Regions from separate parts of the Lactuca sativa genome. Here region 1 is linked to region 2. The links are chromatin contacts, called in public Hi-C maps. All regions are on one chromosome and are shown on one strand. Each heading gives the region's core, a stretch centred on a gene start, on an enhancer-like site or on the middle of the called end of the contact. The rest is flanking DNA. Distances are from core to core; before and after follow the strand shown. Region 1 holds the start of LOC111919700 (transcription initiation factor IIE subunit alpha). Region 2 holds the start of LOC111919773 (protein FAR1-RELATED SEQUENCE 5-like).

Evidence for each region. Hi-C and Micro-C count contacts between places; a contact is called where the count stands out from the background.
Region 1: a Hi-C map of leaf shows a contact between it and region 2, with 3 times the contacts expected there. The contact joins the promoter of LOC111919700 here to the promoter of LOC111919773 in region 2. A contact is called at or near these places in 3 of 4 Hi-C or Micro-C datasets (leaf and seed).

The regions. Positions count from the first base shown.
Region 1 is chr8:17,433,201-17,436,827 of Lsat_Salinas_v11, reverse strand. LOC111919700 (transcription initiation factor IIE subunit alpha) reads left to right here and starts at 1,253. Exons shown (of 11, transcript XM_023915283.3): 1 at 1,253-1,468; 2 at 1,809-1,975; 3 at 2,085-2,207. The coding sequence starts at 1,953.
Region 2 is chr8:17,234,218-17,238,167 of Lsat_Salinas_v11, reverse strand. LOC111919773 (protein FAR1-RELATED SEQUENCE 5-like) reads right to left here and starts at 2,365. Exons shown (of 5, transcript XM_023915366.1): 1 at 2,242-2,365; 2 at 1,645-2,104; 3 at 1,210-1,530; 4 at 977-1,127; 5 at 263-643. The coding sequence starts at 2,365. The coding sequence ends at 263.

The DNA.
Region 1 (3,627 bases), core at 4-2,503, 200 kb before region 2:
CAATGAACATTGTCATCGATTTCTAGGATTTGGAAACGATTCACGATTCATAATGACAATGTGTCTTAAGATTTAGAGAGGATTCATCCATACAAAGGCAGCCTTGCACCTGGGGATCGATTTAGGAAGAGGAATATGCACAAGGATTTTGTTGTGTGGATACAGAGGCGAACATTAGGAATTCGAAGACAACTGCTTTCAAAGTTCCTTCTTGGTTGGAGAGAGAGGGAGAGAAAGAAGTAAAGAAAGATATGAGGTTTTGTCAATTTGGATTCTAGCATTTGACGGAGTAAAAATTTAGGAATTCTTTGTGTGAAATTTTCCAATTCAGTGTATTGTACATCTTTTAGAAGCTTGCAATATGCAAACTTGATTTATGATGTAAAACTTATAAGGATTGCTTAGTTGGAAGGAATTATTCAGTCCAAATCAAGTTAGTCCCTGAAGCTAGTTTTAAGACATGTTAAAAACTTGATTTTATATCTTATCTGTTGTTAACTCTTTGTATAACAGGTGAATATGACTTTATGAGTTTTAACTAATCTTTTGTTCATTGTTGATTTTTTCATAACAGGTGAAAGTTCCAACTTGGATTGACAATAGTAAAGAAGGATTTTTCAGTGTAGGTGCCCGATTTGAACCTATGTTAGAATCAAAGGAGAATGATGCTATTAAAACAAATTTACCCTTCAGACCCATTTTTGCTGTACACCAAATAACAAGGTTCATTTTTCATTTTCTTACCCCTTTCCTCCTTCACGACTCGGATACATGTCATGGTATTGAAGTTTATTATTAAAAGATTTTCAAGTTTGCTATTTATATAAAAAATCAACATTCAGGCATGTTATTATTTGGAGCTTACTGATGAAGTCGGTGCACCAGTGCACCGAGAAGAACGAGAAAGAAGAAATTGATAAAAAGAAGGTTGGGTAGGTCTTTAAGTGGCTATAAACATGGAAGGACAAAAATGCCCCCAACGTGCTACTCACATGGGGGTTAATAACAGCAAAATAGATGACAAAGTTAATTTAGGGACTGGGCGGGTAACAAATTTAGGTTTTAGGGATGGTCCGAGTTAAAAAAACTTCTTAGGGACCAAGCGTGCAAGTAACCATTAACCATAGTGACCATCCGTGTAATTTACTCAAAGTTCTAGGTTTGTGGTATCCATGCCCTTAGCCTAATATATTTCGGATCGAGTACGTATCTCGTAGGCGTTATTATGGGTCGAGAACCAAACTCAAAATTTGGCCCAGTTGGTCCGCTTAAAAGGGGGATAAACATAAACCATGGCCGATTGGTCCGATTACGATCTCACCTCTCTTCGATTTTCTCTTCATTAGCCTCGGCCTCTCGCTGCTCTTCGATCTTTTCCTCGTCGATCCCTGTGACTCTATCTGTATCGGCCTCTTGCTATTGTCCTCTTCGATCTTTCTGCACTCATTGGCTCACGCTCGCCTCTCAAGTAGGTATAACCTAATTTTGTTCATCTTTATTAATAGACCCTAATTCAATTTTTAATTGTTTGTTGTTGTTGGTTACTTGGCTTAAAACTGGTTATAATATGAGAAAATGACTTGAGTTGATATGATAATCATCCAATATTACCAATTATATTTTCGACTCTTATTTAAAGCTCTGCAACTGTGCAGGGATTTGAACCTGGAGGTGTTATAACATGAGAATACATAGGCCAAAGTTATAGTGTATACTTATTCCTATTATTTGAATTGCTTGTAGGAACACTATGTTAATTACTGTTTATTCTAATTGAATTTTAAATTTATGTTGCTTGAAGTGATCAGGTTTATGAATCATCCAATCGTTCAAGTAGGATCACCGAATCATCAGATTGCTGCTGAATTCCTCTACTAAGTTCAGTGATTACCAGATTCAAGTCAATAGCTAAAGCGTAAACTCTAGGTGTTTTGTATTCGGATAATCAAAACATGAGCATAGAGCCATTTAACAAGTAAATATCTTATTTATTCGTATAAAGCGATTTTTTAGTTTTAGTTCTGTAATTTCTTTAAATTTTCATCAATTTGGGTTTGATTAGTTTATAATTATGATGGATTTAGATTGGTGAAGTTGGCGGCAAGGGCATTTTATGATGATATTACTGCAAAAGGAGATAATCAACCGAAATCAGGGAGGAGTGATAATAGGGGAATTGCTGTTGTAGTTCTTGATGCTCTCACGAGGTAATTTGGTTTTCAGTTCATAGCAATTATATACAAATGATAATTAAGCAGTGAATTCGTGCATGTGGGTGTGAAAAGTAGTTGGTTGTGGAATCTTCCAACTTTTTGCTTTGGCTCAATTGTAAACGATGAATTTGCTCAACTCTCTATATGTATATCCATCCAGTTCTTTTAAACTGGATCCATGATCACATATTGTGTATCCTCACACAGTCTTGAAACACTAAATGATATAAACCGATAGCAGCATCCTAACTTTTCTGAATCCTTAATATGTTTAATTATTTAATCAGGGTTAGCAGTTATGCAAATAGGTTCAGCAGTGGCAATTAGGGAAGTGATGAAAAACTTATATGGGAATTCTTTACCCATATTTTGATTTGAAAATCATTTATTCTAAAACACAAATTTGGATGATGCTTCTAAGAGAAAAGTACAATTACAAATGGCAATCAATAACATTTTGTGTAGTTTCTTGTCTGCATATGAATAGAAGTGTAGGGATTTCAAACAATTTTTAGTTTAAGGTTAGAAATATGAAATACATCATCTTTTATAATCTAAACATGCTGGGAAGAAATACCACCAATCAAAGAGTACGCTTTTCTATTCGTGAAATAACTTCTGCATTTTGGTTTTAGTTTTGATAATGGTTGATTCATTGACTAGATATGCCCAACTCTGACTATTTAGTAGGATGGAGAGTACATTAGGGTGTGGCTTAATTTTGTTATATCTCTCAAGACGAATTAGGTAGTTATCTCATTGGACAAACAGGGTGTAACTGATTCCTGACCTGTCTGAATTTAGAACCTATACTTTCCTTTACGAATTAGTCCTGTGAATCTTCTAGAATCTAGATTTCGCAAACAGGATTGCAGGACTTTCTCATCCCACAACAGCATACTGAAAAGAACAAGAAAATCCGGTAAGTAAAATGAGATCAAATCCTGTATAGACTTTTAAAGATAGTTTTTTTTTTTTTTAAATTATTTATTTATTTATTTATTAATACTAGCCTATATTAGATAACCATTCACTTTCAGTACTGAATGAATAATTTTTTGTCAAATCAACTTGACTTCTTGAAGCCAAAAGACTAATATACCACTGCCACAAAAAGTCATAAATTTGGAATAAGATTTATCAAGATAGAGGGCAGCAGTGGAAAAGCATGCCTCTTCTGAGAGAACATAACCAGCTGCTGCCCAAAGGGCGACAGAAGTCCACCATTTTGGTCTTTTAAATATTTTAGATCCATTTGCTAGGAATTGAGTTAACCAATCTCGTCTCATCATTTCACCTTTCTGTGATTGGAAAAAATTATCTAACCAAGGGACATATCTCGGTTCAAAATCTGGGTCAAAGATGAAAATATGGTCAATACTTATAGAGAAATTAAATATCCTCCTACTTTTTA
Region 2 (3,950 bases), core at 1,116-3,615:
AATACCGTATATATAGAGTCTTTTAGCAACTTATCCCAATTATCATCGTCATCATCACTGAAAATATCGGAGTCAGGTCGATTCGAGATGGAATATCCATGTGGCCTAAATTATTTTATCTGAAACTCATGAACATGGTCAACAATGTTGTGATTTAACGAAAAACATGCTGTCATTGACCTGTACATTTCGTTCTGAACCTGTCTAAACACTTTACGTGTGTAGAATAGAGAAGCGTTTCCCTCTATTGGAAATGGTGTTCTCATTTTAGGGAATTTGTCTTTTTTTTGAAGTCCAAAGAGGATTGAGTATAACGTTGCTTCTCCATGGCAAATTCAAACAAATTCATAAAGTTTACTAAAGTTGATCCATAATGAGTGTTTTGATGAAAGACTGAGTTTTGACTCTCAGAACGAGATGTTGTTCTCATGAGACCTGACATAGGGACTCTTTTGAAAAATGCAGGAATCCATGAATGTCTCAAGTTGTACATTCTACTTAACCAAGTATTATCGTTAAGATCATATTCATCCAATAGTGCTTGCCATCCCTGTTCGAAATCTTTCTCTTCAAGCTTAGTATTCCATATCAAGGAGTTGAACAGTAACTTAAATTCCTCGTCGTTGACAATATCCAACGATACCTTACAATAAGAAAATGTGGAAGGTGTTAAAAATCAAAATCATTGAATCAATCCAAAATGTATAAAAGGAAACGATAATAATGTTATAGAACATTAGTCAGTGTAGACTATATGTTAGAGATACAAAAGTACTATCATTGATTATTTTCAGAATGTAAAATTAAAATAACAGTGATTCAAAATGAATAAAATGTTGACCGAGAGATTATTAAATAAAAGCTTGTAACCTTCAATGGTAATTTGGAAGTGATGTGCCACATACACAACCTATGAATTGATTCTGGAAAACATTGGCTATAGCGTTTTTCATCGCGGGTCTTCATTAGATAACACCAATATTGGTTGTTTACCAAAGGCTTTAAGAAAAGATTTCAACAACCATGTGTATGAGTCGATATCCTCTTTGCTATGCAATCCAGCACCAAAAGTAACACACTTTTTGTGATTGTCGATTCCAGTGAAAGGAACAAATACCATGTCATACCTAAAAAGTGGTAAAATTTACATTGAAAATTTTAAAAGACTTAAAATTAAAACAAAAAACATAAACATAAAAAATACATAACCTGTTTGTTCGGAATGTGGCATCAAAGGAGACAACATCACCAAATTCTTTATAATTTATCTTTGAGGTCTCGTCAGCCCAAAACATAGCGTTGAGTTGCTTATTTTCTACTCTGAAATCGAATGAAAAATTAGGAACATTTTTTGTTCTGTTTGTCATCTTATCGACTAACATTTGAGCATCAGTTCCACCTATAAAGCAATTAAGATCCCTCATCAAAATTTTAAAATCATCAACAGTGCCTCCAATAATATTGTATCCACCATTAATAGCAGTAAATAGCCTGTGAGCTTGGGTGGCACAAACGTTCTGATTAGAAAGACTAATAATGAACGATTTTTGTCATGAATTAAGCTGTCTGTGGTGTCGGGAAAACAATATGTCGTCTTGAGACATAAGCTCATGATTATGTTCCTCTACAAACTCATATAGCAACCATGTAGAGCTTCCTTTTATCATCCTAAATCTGATACAAGCATTGCATCCAGTCCTTCGACTATCAGTCTTTCTTTTTATCTTACTTCTGTTTGGGTTCAATGTATCAACATGACCTGTATTAGGAAGACCTTGTCTGTTACACACGAGGTATCTCAATCTAATAATACCATGCCCATTTTTCCCATTTGTCGTTTTTCTAACATCAAAACTTGCTGCAAGAGCATACTTGTAATACATATCTGTTATATCTTCATAGGACCTGTAATGACCTTTAAGTTTTGGCTTAACTTCATCAGGGGCCTTTGGAATCCAATACTGTTTTCCATTAATAATCACATGCTGATGATTATCATTAGATTGATTATCATCAAATACACCCAATGTCTTGTCTTCAATTGAAATATCACCTAAAACGTTTGCATCTAGATCAATATAATCATAAATATAACAATCTTCTACTAAAAATAAACAATGATGAATTAACATAAAATATACTATCGAAATTTAGTAAATGGAAGTTAACATTTACGAAAAACTGTAATAAATTAAACCTGGATTCTTATCATGATATACGGAAATTTGTAAGAAATTAAACTTGGATTTTTATCAATTCCATGATGTTGGTCATCGAACAGACTATCACCAAAAGTATGATCTATTCCATCCTGCATTGAATATAAATCATCGTTGTAATCGCCGTCTTCTGTATGAAAATCCATTTGGATCAATAGAATAATAAAATATTTTTCAAAACGATGAATGATATGACTGATATAACAAAATGATTAGTAGGTGAGTTTCATTTGTGGATTATGGAAAGATCAATCAACGTATTTTTAGGCTATTTGTTTTAATTACTTGATTGACTTTTGTGTAAAATTACATGCTTACCCTTAAAAATAAATTTACTTATTTTTTTAAATGATAAATATTGATTGGCTGTAAATCGTCCTCACGTATTCACACTAATCTATGTTTTTAAATGAACCTACTTATATATATATATATATATATATATATATATATATATATATATATATATATATATATATATATATATATATGGAAATCATCAAATGAGAACATCAAAAAGGTTGAGAACGCGGGAACAGTTCTGAACCAATCATTTTACAAAGGTATATTATTAATTGCATATTTAATTTAAATTATAGCAAATCTTAATCTCCTAAATTTTAGCAATATTAATTACAATTACTTAAAATAATAGATTAGCCTATTTTTATTTTATTTTTTATTAATATATGACAAAAATATTTTTTATTAATTTTTGTTAACAAAGTCATTTTTTATAATTTATCATTCATCAGATATTATATGAATAAAGATTGAAAAAACATTTTTTTTTCATTTGTATTCATAAATAAATGAAAACATACATTAAATTAATTTTTTGAATAATTTTATTTGATCTGATTATGTTAATTGTGAAAGATTATATACAACAATAAAAGATGGAATGAGTAAAGCACCATAAAAAATAAATAACTAAGAATAAAAACTCAATTTAGTCGTAATCATAAACGTATAAAGTACATTTACAAATATAGAAAACAAATACACCTGAAATCATTAATGAATAAAGGAAAATGCATGTAAAGATAAAAGAATATAGTTTAGTTGTAATCACAAATGACTAAAGAAGATAAAAAATCCAGTTTGCTGTAATTTTTCTTGTTGCTACCGGCACACACAAAAACAAAAAAGGGCACATGTGATCATTGTTATTCTTGGGGTCACACCTGCATAATCAAGTTCAAAGATAATTAAAAAAAATAGATAATAAAGTTGTGTATACATCTTCACTGATTCACAAATGAATGTATGTTTGTCTTTTGATGGTAGGGAAAGGAAAACGTAGCCCCTATATCTTTCATTTTTGTTGAAATCACATATATAAAAGTGCAATATTTTACTCCTAACGTTTTCAATTGACCGGTATTTCCCAACAAAATGATTATGAAATTTTTTTTTAGTTTTTAACATAAACCTTATAATGAATAGAGATTTATTCATGTATGATGATAACTAAAATCATGTATAATCATGTATTAACACTGATGAATAAATTGAATAGAGCTGAAAATCATAAATAATTAACAATGATGAAATAAAATCTATTAATTTTATCTCAATTTCATAATCATTAATGAATTTTAACATATTCATAATTGAATAGGATTGAAAAAAATATAAACTCTACTTTTTTAATATCTTGATCTGGATCCTTTTCATTTGAATCTTTAACACTAACAAGATTCAGAAGCTTGTAATGATTAAGGAGCA